2 separate regions of the Macaca mulatta genome follow, and region 2 is linked to region 1. The links are chromatin contacts, called in public Hi-C maps. All regions are on one chromosome and are shown on one strand. The core of a region is the stretch at or near the end of the contact, and the rest is flanking DNA. Distances in the headings are between cores, read along the strand shown. Region 1 holds the start of LIMK2 (LIM domain kinase 2). Region 2 holds the start of SELENOM (selenoprotein M).

Region 1 (6,940 bases), core at 2,825-5,324:
CCACCAGAACATACACTACATGATGGAAGGGATTTGGTCTATCTTGTTCCTTGCTGTATCCCTAGGGGCCAAAAGTGTTTGGCACATAGCAGGAACTCAGTTGTGGAATAAATATATGAAGAGAATTCTCCCTCACCTTTGAAATTCTATGATGTTATCATATGCAGGCCTTATAACAGCTTGTCTTATCAATTTTTTTCTTTTTTTTTTAAGAGACGAGACCTTGCTATGTAGCCCAGGCTGGAGTGTGGTGGCTTTTCACAGGTACAATCCCACTACTGATCAGCATGGGACTTTTGTTTTTTGCCTTAATTACCTTAACCAGACAGTAAGTTTCTCAAAGGCACAAACTATATATAACTCATTTCCACAAATACTTATTAAGGTTTTACCATGTGCCAGACCCCATATGTCTTAAGCAGCCTGGAAAAATTGGAAAGAACACTGAAGAACTCCTACCTTGGTTCTGGCTCTACCACTAGTTGAGTGACCCTGGACAACTCCATTTTCTTCCCTGAGCCTCAGTTTCTTCATATGTAAAACAAGGAGACTACATTATCTCAAAACCTCTCCTGGCTCTAACACCTGTTAAAATTTATAAGAGGTAAAACTTGGTCCTGCCCAGTGCCACAGACATCACAGGCACTCAGTAAATATTTGATTTCTTTGTTGTTGATTCTCCGGTTACACAAGGAATCTGAGGTGTCTCAGAACATGGTTTGGATGGAGTAACAAGTGAAAGTTTAAGTCCCACTTCCTTCTCAGACTCCGTAGTCAATTTCATTCTGCTATTTGTGCTACAGAGAGGAGGAAGCACTAAACTTGAAGTTGGAAAATATGAACTCTGACTACCACCACTTATTTAGCTATGGAACCTTGCCATTTCTGGGCCTTAGTCTCCTCATCTATAAAAAAGCCACACTTGGCCGGGTGCAGTGGCTCACACCTGTAATCCTAGCACTTTGAGAGGCCGAGAGGGGCGGATCACAAGGTCAGGAGATCGAGACCATCCTGGCTAACACGGTGAAACCCTGTCTCTACTAAAAATACAGAAAACTAGCCGGGCGCGGTAGTGGGCGCCTGTAGTCCCAGCTACTCGGGAGGCTGAGGCAGGAGAATGGCGTGAACCCGGGAGGCGGAGCTTGCAGTGAGCCGAGATCGTGCTACTGCACTCCAGCCTGGGTGACAGAGCAAGACTCCGTCTCAAAAAAAAAAATAAATAAATAAATAAAAAGCCATACTTGGCTGGGCGCAGTGGCTCACGCCGGTAATCCTAGCACTTTGGGAGGCCAAGGTGGGTGGACTGCCTGAGCTCAGGAGTTTGAGACCAGCCTGGGCAACATGGTGAGAACCAGTCTCTACTAAAAATACAAAAAATTAGCTGGGCGAGGTAGCGCTTCCCTGTAGTCCCAGATACTCAGGAGGCTGAGGCAGAAGAATCACTTAAAGCCGGGAGGTGGAGGGTACAGTGAGTCTGGATCACGCCACTGTACTCCAGCATGGGCAACAACAGAGTGAGACTCTGCCTCCCCACCCCCCACAAAAAAAGCAAAAAACCATATTGACCTCCCAGCTCGAAGGCTCAAAGGCACTACATGCCTTCCTACCCTAGGGCCTTTTTATGCTGTTTCCTCTGCCTGGAATGTTCTGTGAGCTTTTTTTGCCAGACTAACTTTTACTTATCTCCAGGGGTCAGCATAAACTTGCAGTTTTAAGAAAAGTATTCCCTTCAAAAAAAAAAAAAAAGTAGAAGATGGGCATGGTGGTTTATGCCTGTAATCCCAGCACTTTGGGAGGCTGAGACAGGAGGATGGCTTGAAACTAGGAATTCAAGACCACCATGGGCAACATAGTGAGACCCTGTCTCTACCAAAACAGAAAAATAGAGAATACCCCTCACCCCTGGTGCACTCTTACAGCACTTATCTCAGTTGTTTACCTCAACTATTATGTATTGCAATTGTTAACATTTATTGCAATTGTTATAATTATTTATTGTCCATTTTTAGGATTATAAGCACCACAAAGCCAAGAACTATGTCACCATTGTACTCTTCAGCATTTAGCTAAGAAGAATCCAACAAATATTCTTTGAATGAAAGAATGCATAAATTAGTGCATCTAGAGGCTTTATGCCTCTAGACTACTGTACTGTGAAACCTTTCACAAATTTCTAAGAAACAGGGTTCAAGACAGGCAACCTATATTACACAGCTGTTAGAAAAAGTTACTGGAAATCGGCCGGGCACGGTGGCTCACACCTGTAATCCCAGCACTTTGGGAGGCGGAAGTGGGCAGATCACAAGGTCATCAGGAGTTCAAGACCGGCCTGGTCAATATGGTGAAACCCCATCTCTACTAAAAATACGAAAACAATTAGCCGGGCGTGGTGGCAGGCCCCTGTTGTCCCAGCTACTCGGGAGGCTGAGGTAGGAGAATCGCTTGAACCCGGAAGGCAGAGGTTGCAGTGAGCCGAGATCGTGCCACTGCACCCCAGCCTGGGCGACAGAGCAAGACTTCGACTCAAAAAAAAAAAAAAAAAAAAAGTTACTGGAGATCATTTGAGTTGAGGAATTTTGTAAGCTTAAAAAAAAATCTTTTTTAAGAGACAAGGCTTTGTTTTTAAAAGATGAGGTCTCGCTATATAGCCCAAGCCGGTCTCGAACTCCTGGACTCAAGCGATCCTCCTGCCCTGCCCTCCCAAAGTGCTGGGATTACAGGAAAATTTTTTTAGGCATTTCCACCCCCAGCCCTCTCCAGAAGTCTATTATCACCAATGAGGAGAAAATCCCATGCTCCCTTGGTGAGGAAGTGACCCACTGGTAGCCCAGTCCTTGTATTCAGGATGAAGGAAGTGACCGTCCACAGACGGAAAGCCAGGAAGCAGGGGGCAGATAGCCAGCCCCCCTCCACCTCAATGGCCTCTTGCCGCCTCTCCAAAGCTTCTGGACGCTGACCCTGGTGGACCCAGAGGCTGGGCCACCCACACAGGTGGCTGGGAAACATAGGAGACAGAAGGTTCCTGCTGCTGGGGGAACAGATGGGAAAGGCAGGAAGCTGCAGGGTGGTGTGTGAGGTGACGGGGAGGAGACGGCAGGAGCAGCTAACCCAACTCTGAAGTTACCCTTCACCTTTAAGATAACTCTTCCTTCCAGGAGGTGTTTGGCCGCATCCCTCTAGTCTTTAAGTCTAGAGAGGCCAAGGGAGCTTCCGCGGGAGGACTCAGAACCCCAGGCGGTCTACTTTCCTCACCTGTAGCAGAGATCTTTGAGCCCCAAAAAGAATGGTCCGATCTCTCCTTACCCTTAGTCCTATCCTAAACCTCAAGGGGCTCCATACTCCCCTATATTCTGCAAAGAGCTCCCAGCCCCGGGGAAATCCCAGGCACCAAGATGCCCGCGAGAAGCCTTGGGTCCTGGCAGGGAAGTCACATCCTCCTTCATTTCCCTCAGAAAACCCAGAACCCCGGGTAACTCTCCTAATTGTCCTGAACCCTAGAGAATCCTGTACTCCTCAAATTCCACAGAGCTTCCACTCTAAGTGAACCCCATGCTTTACAACTTCCTTAAAAAGGCTTTAATTTGGGAGTCTGCGGCCGCCAGGTTCCTCCAAAAAGCTGGATTCCTGGCAAAGCCAGAATCTCTTCCTCCCGGGGACTTCAACTCGCGGGAAGCCGCCCAACCCGTCTGCCCCTCCGAGCCCTCTGTCTCCAGGATGCCCTACCTCCCCATTCCCAGAGTCCCACCCTCCAAATGCCTGGGGAGCGCTGTGCCCACCCCGCCTCCCAGCTCTTCTGAGGAGCTGGAACCCACGAGGATCCAACCAGCCCGAAACACCCGAGACCGCCAGTTTCCCTCAGGCGCCATGGACCTGGGCTTCGGAGATAACAGCGGGACAGGGCGGAGCAGCCCTTCCTTACCCGCCAGCGCGGACATGGTCCCGGGAGCGCGGAAATGGGGAGGAGGAGGCGGGGGACACAGCAACTCCCCTCAGCTCTGTACAGCTCCCTTCTGCTCCTGCCGCCGCCGCCTCAGGCGCGGGAGGACCACAGCCCCAGGCGCGAACGGGATGCACTGCCTACGGCGCCCCGGGAGGACCAAACCACACCTGGCACCGGGGACTGCCCGCCGAGGCCCCGCCCCGCCGCTCTCAGGACCCGCCCCCAGGCTCTGGCTCTGGCTCTGTAGCGGCCCTGGCGCCCCCTAGTGCGAGCGGTGTACCCTCGAGGTGCTCCGGCTGGTAAGGTTGATTCTGCGTGGGCCAGAAGGCTCAACACGGATCTAGTCCGCACCCATCTAGTCGCCTTCATTTTACAGATAGGGAAAGTTAAGGATCAGAGGCCAAGTTCAACTACCTCGAAATGGCTTCGCTCATTAGGAGGAGAGCTGGGATGGGAGCCCAGGCCTACTGACTGCCAGTCCAGAGCTCTTTCCAGTAGTGTTTGAAATCAGGAATATTACAGTGGAGGAGCCAGGTCTATCCCACAAACAGCTTTGAGGATGGACTTTTCTTAGAAGCTTCTAGCTCAGAGAAACCACTTCTCTGCGCCACTATGAGTAAGCGGACAGTAAATAATCGCTAAGTCAAAGATGGCTGCAGGCGACCAACCAGCTTTCGAGGAGCAGATCCTCAGCCAGGCCAATTAGGTACAGAAATGAGCGCAGGACGCTGGAGCTTGTGCGCCCCATTGGAAGACGAGCACTCCTCTGCAGGAACATGGGCCTACCATTCCCAGGTCTTCCAACTTTTCAAAACATGCCAAAAATCCAGATGTTTAGGTGAAATTTGCCACTTTTAAAAATGTTGATAGCATCAAAAAGGTTTTAAAATGCCATGTAGACCAAATGAAACACACTTGGCCACTAGATTTGCCCTGTGGGCTGCCAGTTTAGAATCTTCTATGAGGAGGAGGGATCACAGGACTGAGTTAGGACAGCTGACTGGGTTATGGCAGCTGCTAGCTGGCTGAGTAGCTTTGAGAACCACTTCCGCTCATTAGGTTTGGAAGGAGATTGGGGTCCTCTGTGTGATTAAGGTATTAACACATCATCAGCCAGGTCAGCTGGTCCCTGATGACCCACCCTCCCATCGGATTCTCTCACCCTGGGTCTTTCACAATTGTCATTTCCTTAGATCAGATTTAGATCACGGGAAAAGTGTCCAAATGACCAGAAAGAGGATGGGGCCCAGGGAAATGGATTCTGTCCCCCGCGCCCCCCACCCCTAACCAAAGACAAAGTTCAACCCAACTGCCTCTGGTCCCAGCAGTTGGTTAAGTAAAGGCAAAGGCAAAGGCGAGCACAATTCTCTTTCTTCCTGCTCTAATTCAAACCGGATGCCAGATTTTTCTCCTCTGGGTGTGGCAGGTGGCTCACGATGTCCTGAGTGTGCACAAAGTGCTGGGGAGGCTCTGTTCCACTTCCGTTAATTCCTGGGAACTCTTTTCAGTACTCAGTTTTATAGTTTCTAAGGAAATCAGTATAGTAAACACAAGATTGTGTACTGAATTAAAGTGACAGGAATCCAGGGACTCTCCTGACAAGCTGCCTCATGGCTAGCAAACAGGGGACAGGGACTTTCCCCATCCTTCCTACAGAAAGATGTAACACTGTATTTTCCCAGGCAACAAAGCACTGGCATCCTGGGAACCAAAACCTCCTGGGTGTCTTCCCTCTCCCTCTGCTCCACACCAAGGCACCCAGGTCTATCTCTTCTCCCTCCTCATTCCCTCTCACATTCCACTTCCTCCTACCTCCAGCATCATGGTCTTCACCAGCAGGGAATTGGGGACTAGCCAAGTCCCCCAAGTTTCTCCTAGGGAAGTTCAGGCGACTCTGAGAAATGCAAGTTGAAAATGTAACGGAAGGGAATAGCTTTCTGTAGAAATGTTATAGCCAAGAGGTATATTGTTAATGTGGACCCAAAGAACATTCCGGAAATCACCTGTGAACTCAAGGGGGACTTCTGGAGGGTAGAGAAAGCCTGGGCAGGCCGGGCGCGGTGGCTCAAGCCTGTAATCCCAGCACTTTGGGAGGCCGAGACGGGCGGATCACGAGGTCAGGAGATCGAGACCATCCTGGCTAACCCGGTGAAACCCCGTCTCTACTAAAAAATACAAAAAACTAGCCAGGCGACGTGGCGGGCGCCTGTAGTCCCAGTTACTTGGGAGGCTGAGGCAGGAGAATGGCGTAAACCCGGGAGGCGGAGCTTGCAGTGAGCTGAGATCCGGCCACTGCACTCCAGCCCGGGCGACAGAGCGAGACTCCGTCTCAAAAAAAAAAAAGAGAAAGCCTGGGCAGGGAGTAGGCCAACTGAGTTTCAATAGCACCCAAGTTACCTGTCCACAGTTTGTTTCACTGGCCATGGCTTGATCAGTCCCTAGGGCCAGATCCTGCCAGCCGCCTCACAGTCAACTCTCTGAGCCTAGGATCCTGAAAACCTAGATCTTGAAAAACAACTCAAGGTTCTGCCCTCTTGAAGGTACTGGTCCACTGGTACCCAACCAGACTTGCCCAGTGTCACCTCCACTTGCTTCCAACTGAGCCAGTCTTGGCCCTCCCTGAATCATCCTACCCAAAATGGACTGGTTAATCTTCCAAAAGTATGTTTCTGGACCTGTCATCTCTCTGTTCAAAACTCTTCAACGGCACCCCATGGCCTACAAAATAAAAGCCAAACCAGCCCTCATGAGCTGACTACATCTCCCACTGTGGACTTGTCTCTCTCTATTCCCTTCACTCCAGGACTCTGCTTTTTCCTGACCGTATCCTGCCTTGCACCACTTGCCATTCCTACAACAACAAGATCTCCATGTTCTCTGTAATTTTGTGCCCGACTCTGCCCAGAGTGCAGTCTTGTTTCTCAACTCTAGATGATCAGTAGTGGCTTCTATAACATCACAAAGTAGGACTATGAGACATTAGGTGCCTCCAGATGAGAC
Region 2 (6,154 bases), core at 1,428-3,927, 110 kb after region 1:
ATAATGTAAAGCTGTAGAGTCTCCCCACATTGATTTCCCCAATGGGAATTTGAAATCCTGATAGAAACGTGGAAGGTTTTTCTGTGGAGGTTGACGAGCTGGCCTTACATTGTACCTGGAAGTGCGAAAGGCCGAGTATAGTCAAGACAGCCTTCAAGAAGAACAAAGCTAGACTGCCTGCGGTGGCTCACTGAGGCTGTGGGCTTACACATGGCTCTCACCACAGGAAAATGTAGGCCATAGGCCAGGCATGATGGCTCATGCTTGTAATCCCAGTACTTTGGGAGGCCAAGGCAGGAGGATCACTTGAGCCCAGGAGTTCGCGACCAGCTTGATCAACATGGTGAAATCCCGTCTCTACTAAAAAGACAAAAAATTAGCCAGGTGTGGTGGCCGACACCTGTAATCCCAGCTACTTGGGAAGCTGAGGCAAAAGAATCGCTTGAACCCGGGAGGCAGAGGTTGCAGTGAGTCCAGATCATGCCATTGTACTCCAGCCTGGACAATGAGAGGGAAACTCGTCTCAAAATAAATAAATAAAAAATAAAGAAAATCAGCTGGGCACGGTGGTGCATGCATGTAGTCCCAGCTACTCAGGAGGCTGAGGTGGGAGGATTGCTTGACCCTGGGAGGTTCAGGCTGTGATTGAGCCACTGCACTCCAGCCTGGGTGACAGAGCAAGACTCTGTCCCCCCCCCCCAAAAAAAAAAAAAAAGCCAGCACAGTAGCTCACACCTGTAATCCCAGGACTTTGGGAAGCCAAGGTGGGTGGATGACTTGAGGTCAGGAGTTCGAGACCAGCCTGGCCCAGATGGTGAAACCCCATGTCTACTAAAAATACAAAAATTAGCTGGGCATGATGGCGGGCACCTGTAATCCCAGCTACTTGGGAGGCTGAGGCAAAAGAATCACTTGAACCCGGGAGGCAGAGGTTGCAGTGAGTCCAGATCATGTCACTGTACTCCAGTCTGGACAATGAGAGGGAAACTCCATCTCAAAAAAAAAAAAAAAAAAATCAGCTGGGCATGGTGGTGCATGCCTGTAGTCCCAGCTACTCAGGAGGCTGAGGTGGGAAGATTGCTTGAGCCTTGGAGGTTCAGGCTGTGATTGAGCCACTGCACTCCAGCCTGGGCGACAGAGCAAGATTCTGTCTCAAAAAAAACAAAAACAAAAACAAAAAAAAAAACGGGCCAGGTGCAGTGGCTCACACCTGTTATCCCAGCACTTTGGGAGGCTGAGGCAGGTGGATCATGAGATCAGGAGATCAAGACCATCCTGGCTAACACGGTGAAACACCATCTCTATTAAAAATACAAAAAACATTAGCTGGGCATGGTGGCGCCCAGGACAATCGCTTGAACCTGGGAGGCGGAGGTTGCAGTGAGCCGCGATGGGGCCTCTGCACTCCAGCCTGGGCGACAGAATGACTCCATCTCAAAAAAAAAAAAAAAAGCAGAAAGAACAAAGCTAGAGGACTAACAGACAACCAGATGTCAAGTCTGACTATAAAGCTATACTTAATAAGACAGCATAGTTAGACAAATGCACTGGAGGAGTAGAATAGGGTACAATATTCATAAGTAGACTCCCAGATATTTATATGGTTGCTTATTTATTTATTTTTGAGACAGAGTGTCTGTCGCCTAGGCTGGAGTGCAGTGGTAGGATGTTGGCTCACTTCAACCTCTGCCTCCCAGGTTGAAGTGATTCTCCTGCCTCAGCCTCCCAAGTAGATGGGATTACAGGCGCCCACACCACGCCTGGCTAATTTTTGTATTTTTAGTAGAGATGGGGTTTCATGTTGGCCAGGCTGGCCTTGAACTCCTGACCTCAAATAACCTACCCGCCTCGGCCTCCCAAAGTGCTGAGATTACAAGTGTGAGCCACCACGCCCAGCCATGGTTGCCTATTTATATATAACAGAGGTAACACTGCAGAGTAGCACTGAAAAAGACAAGATTTTTAATTGAATTAGATAGCCACATTAAAAAAAAAAAAAAAGTAAATCCTGATTCCGTAAATATAACCCAGCTGATTTAAGACCCTGTTGTGGCCTAACAGCTGTAACCCTCTTTGCATTTTCCCACCTTTGAGTAACAAATTCCTTTCCTCACCCCAGGACAGAGAGTCTGCTCAGCAGTAGCTGTGGATGGTAGAATGCACGCTGGTAGGTCTCAGTGGCTCCCAGAAGCCGCACCCCCTCTACGGAACCTCACTCTCCATCTCCCACGCTCCAAAGCGAGGAGTCCTCAGAAAGTCCAGTTTCCCTATCTTATTTTTTCTTCTTTCTTTTTTCCTTTTTTTTTTTCTTGGGTGTCCTATCAGTTTCCCTATCTTAAAGTGGCAGGTTTGGCTCAGAAACTCCCGTGTCCCTCAGCGTCTCGCCGGCACCCTCTGCCGGCGTGAGGTGGCGCTGCCTGGCCGCATCCTGTGGGAGCGTCCACATCCTCGCTCTACAAAAGGAGCGTGGACACTCTCGGACCTGGGAAAGTGAAGGCCCAAAGGCCAGGGAGGAGCCGGGACCTCACCCTGAGCAAGCGCGAGGTAACGGCGGGGAGCCGTGGGGCGGAGACCGATCGCTGGGGGCGTGGTCTCCAGCGGGGCTGGGCCTCTAGCGGGAGTGGGGGCGGGGGCGGGGACGGGGACGGGGGCGGGGGCGGGGGCGGGGGCGGGGGCGGGGGCGGGGCCAGCCTACAGGCCCAGACGTGGCGCAGGGACTCGGAGGTTCGCCTCCAGCTTGCGCATCACCTGCGGCCGGGTCCCGATGAGCCTCCTGTTGCCTCCGCTGGCGCTGCTGCTGCTTCTCGCGGCGCTTGTGGCCCCAGCCACAGCCGCCACTGCCTACCGGCCGGACTGGAATCGTCTGAGCGGCCTGACCCGCGCCCGGGTAGAGGTGAGAACGCCGGCCTCCAGCCCCAACACTACCGTCCCCCAACCCTACCGTCCCCCAACCCTGCGGCCCCATGGGAGCACCGTCTGCCCTGGCCCCAGGACCACCTCGAACCTCGAGTCCCTGCTTTCCCCCTTGCGCCGGGACCGTCCCTCCTGTTCCCTAGCCCCAGATGACCCCAGCATCCACCGTGGAAGTCTGAGACACCGACTTTGGGGCCTGGAACTCCGAACCCTTCCCCAGCTCCCCCTACCCGGCCCGCCAGCGGACACCCAGACACTGAGAGAGCAGTCTCCTAACTCTTCTCGTGGCCTATGACTCCCAATCCTGTCCCAACTTCCCATCCCCCATCACTTCATGTTCCTGGAATTCCTCCCCCACCCAGTTCCAGGGCTTGAGGTTCCAGAAAGTCTCTTTTCCTTCTTCTAGGGGGAGAGAAGAGTTTCTTGGTGCCTCCTTCCATATGCAGGAGCCAGGGAAGGGGGCCAACTCGGAGGGGGAACCAAGTTGGGAACTTGTTTGTCAACATTTACTCTGCAGCCGCCTCCCATGCTCCCCCTACCAGGAAATTCCCTTTCGGAGTCCCCGTCTTGCTATGTGACTTTGACCATCACAGCCCTCCTCTGAGCTTTTTTTTTTTTTTTTTTTGAGATGGAGTCTGGCTCTGTCACCCAGGCTGGAGTGCAGTGGCTGGATCTCAGCTCACTGCAAGCTCTGCCTCCCAGGTTTACGCCATTCTCCTGCCTCAGCCTCCCGAGTAGCTGGGACTACAGGCGCCCGCCACCTCACCCGGCTAGTTTTTTGTATTTTTTAGTAGAGATGGGGTTTCACCGTGTTAGCCAGGATGGTCTCGATCTCCTGACCTCGTGGTCCGCCCATCTCGGCCTCCCAAAGTGCTGGGATTACAGGCTTGAGCCACCGTGCCCGGCCTCCTCTGAGCTTTTTGTCAGCTCTGACAAAAAGGTGTAGAATGGCTGGGTGCCGGTAGTGCACCCCTGTAATCCCAGCACTTTGGGAGGCCAAGACAGGAGGATTGCTTGAGCCCAGGAGTTCAAGACCAGCTTGGCAGACATAGTGAGACCCTGTCTCTAAGGAAAGGGCTGAGGGTAGGATGGAGGAGGGCTGGAGTGGGTGGTCCTGGGGTCTGCACTCCTGCTGGATGGTGGTGTCTCCTCAGGGAAGGCAGGGAGGAGTCCTCCCACCCTCCCATGTCAGGGAAGCAAGCAGATGGTCTGTGGGGCTGGGCCGCAGGTGGCAGGCAGGGTGAGGTCTGCCTGTGTAGAGTAGGGACCAGATGGTAGGTGTCTCTAATGGGGGCCCCCAGGGCCATTCTGAGGTGTTTCCTTCTGGTCTGCCTCCACTGTGAGATTTCAGGGATCAAAGGCCAAGCCCAGGTCTCTACTGCTTAAGAGAAGCAGGGTGATCATTTCCCCTGGGCATTGGGAGTCAGTCAACAGCCAGTAGGATGTACAGGCCCCAAGGCTGGCAGGCACACTGTGGGTCTCTGGCCTTGCTCTTTTCCCCTGGTGTCTGTAGGCCTGAGTCTCCCCAGCTGTATACACAGTTCCCCCTTCTGTCCACAAGGGGCCAGCATTTCCTTCACACCTTGGGAACTGCTGATCCAGGGATAACTCACAGACCCACCCAACTCAGGGATAAGGATGTATGGCTTTGGGGATGTGGCTGGTATAAATGTGAAGGACTTCTGACCTATCCCATTTTATCCCCCTCCAGACCTGTGGGGGATGACAGCTGAACCGCCTAAAGGAGGTGAGTTTGAAGGAAGAGGTCCCTAGCTCTGTTCCCCCTGAGCCTCTTGGGGAGTGGGCAACATGGTCCTAATGACTGGGGCTGGGGGGAGGATCCCTAGGCTAAGAGTCAGGAGCCTGCACCTGACTTGCTTTATGACTTCACTGGGCTTCAGTGCCCCATCTGTACCTCGAGGAGACTGGGGTCATGGTCTCTGATGCTCTGGTTCCTCCCCAGGTGAAGGCTTTCGTCACCCAGGACATTCCATTCTAGTATCCTTCTGTTCTGGGGGAGGGGAAATGGGTTGGGCACCTGGGAGAATCTCCACTTAACTTAAGAAAGGGGTGGCAGATGGTTTTCAACTGACAAGTGGAACTGATTGGTAGTGGCCGCCCAGAGGATTCTGAGGTGGTCTCCATGTTGGGTGGGCAAGAGAGATTGACTAGTGATGACTGCCACAGAATGAACCCTAATTTTCTCACGTATAAGCGGAGACCCTGGCCCCACCCGGGCACAGAGTAAGCGCTCAGCAATGGAGGCAATGCTGTTCCCATCAGTAAGGCTGCGGGAACCACTACCTCCCTCTGCCCACCACCACCCTCCTTAACACCACCTCCAGTCACAACCTGGTGATGAAACACCTCCCTGGGGCCGACCCTGAGCTCGTGCTGCTGGGCCGCCGCTACGAGGAACTGGAGGTGAGGCCGTGGGAGGCGGGCTGGGGGCAAGGCCAGAGGTGAGACCCAGTCTGCTGACCCCGCTCCTCCTCCGCCTCAGCGCATACCGCTCAGTGAAATGACCCGCGAAGAGATCAACGCGCTGGTGCAGGAGCTCGGCTTCTACCGCAAGGCGGCGCCCGACGCGCAGGTGCCCCCCGAGTACGTGTGGGCGCCCGCTAGGCCCCCGGAGGAAAATTCGGACCACGCCGACCTGTAGGTCCGGGGGCGTGGCGGAGCTGGGACCACCCTGCCTGAGTCCTGGAGACAGAATGAAGCGCTCAGCATCCCGGGAATACCTCTCTTGCTGAGGGCCGATGCCCCGTCCCCAGGCCAGCAGGGATGAAAGGTTCTCCCAACCCCACTTTCTTCCCTCCCCAGCTCCACTAAATTCCCTCCTGCCTTAACTGAGGCTCGACTCCTTCATTGCTTGCTGCGGGGGGATGGGGTGGGAGGTCGGAAGAAGAACCTCTGAGGACCCCAGCGGGACCTCGCATTCCCAAGTGCCTGGCTGCTGGAGTTGGAGACCTTGCAGAGCCGCCTTCCGTTCAAACCCCCTCCCCACCCCCAGGAGACGCAGGGAGGAGTCAGAATCGTTGAAAACCAATAATTTATCAAAACGCTGCGTGTATGTGGGGGGAGGGTGTCGCGACAGACAGGGCAGCGGTGGGTGGGCGCACAGGGAGGGGACGGTGCCCGGAGGGTGGGGGCGGCAGCTTGCCACTGGCTGGCCATGCGGGCAGGGAGGCTAGACATTCTTGCCGCGCAGGCGCAGTTCATGGCGCCGCAGGTGGTTGTA

The links. A called contact is a pair of places that touch in the nucleus more often than the background predicts.
Region 2: a Hi-C map of cortical neurons shows a contact between it and region 1, with 2.6 times the contacts expected there. The contact joins the promoter of SELENOM here to the promoter of LIMK2 in region 1. A contact is called at or near these places in 2 of 14 Hi-C or Micro-C datasets (cortical neurons and liver).

Annotation. Positions count from the first base shown.
Region 1 is chr10:20,305,546-20,312,485 of T2T-MMU8v2.0, forward strand. It overlaps LIMK2 (LIM domain kinase 2), which reads right to left and starts at 4,075. Exons shown (of 16, transcript XR_013399270.1): 1 at 3,920-4,075. LOC144331813 (a long non-coding RNA gene) reads left to right here. Exons shown (of 2, transcript XR_013399317.1): 2 at 2,852-4,075.
Region 2 is chr10:20,414,154-20,420,307 of T2T-MMU8v2.0, forward strand. It overlaps SELENOM (selenoprotein M), which reads left to right and starts at 2,678. Exons shown (of 5, transcript NM_001159399.3): 1 at 2,678-2,893; 2 at 4,625-4,660; 3 at 4,877-4,911; 4 at 5,259-5,337; 5 at 5,417-5,762. The coding sequence starts at 2,765. The coding sequence ends at 5,575. SMTN (smoothelin) reads right to left here. Exons shown (of 20, transcript XM_077949953.1): 20 at 5,949-6,154.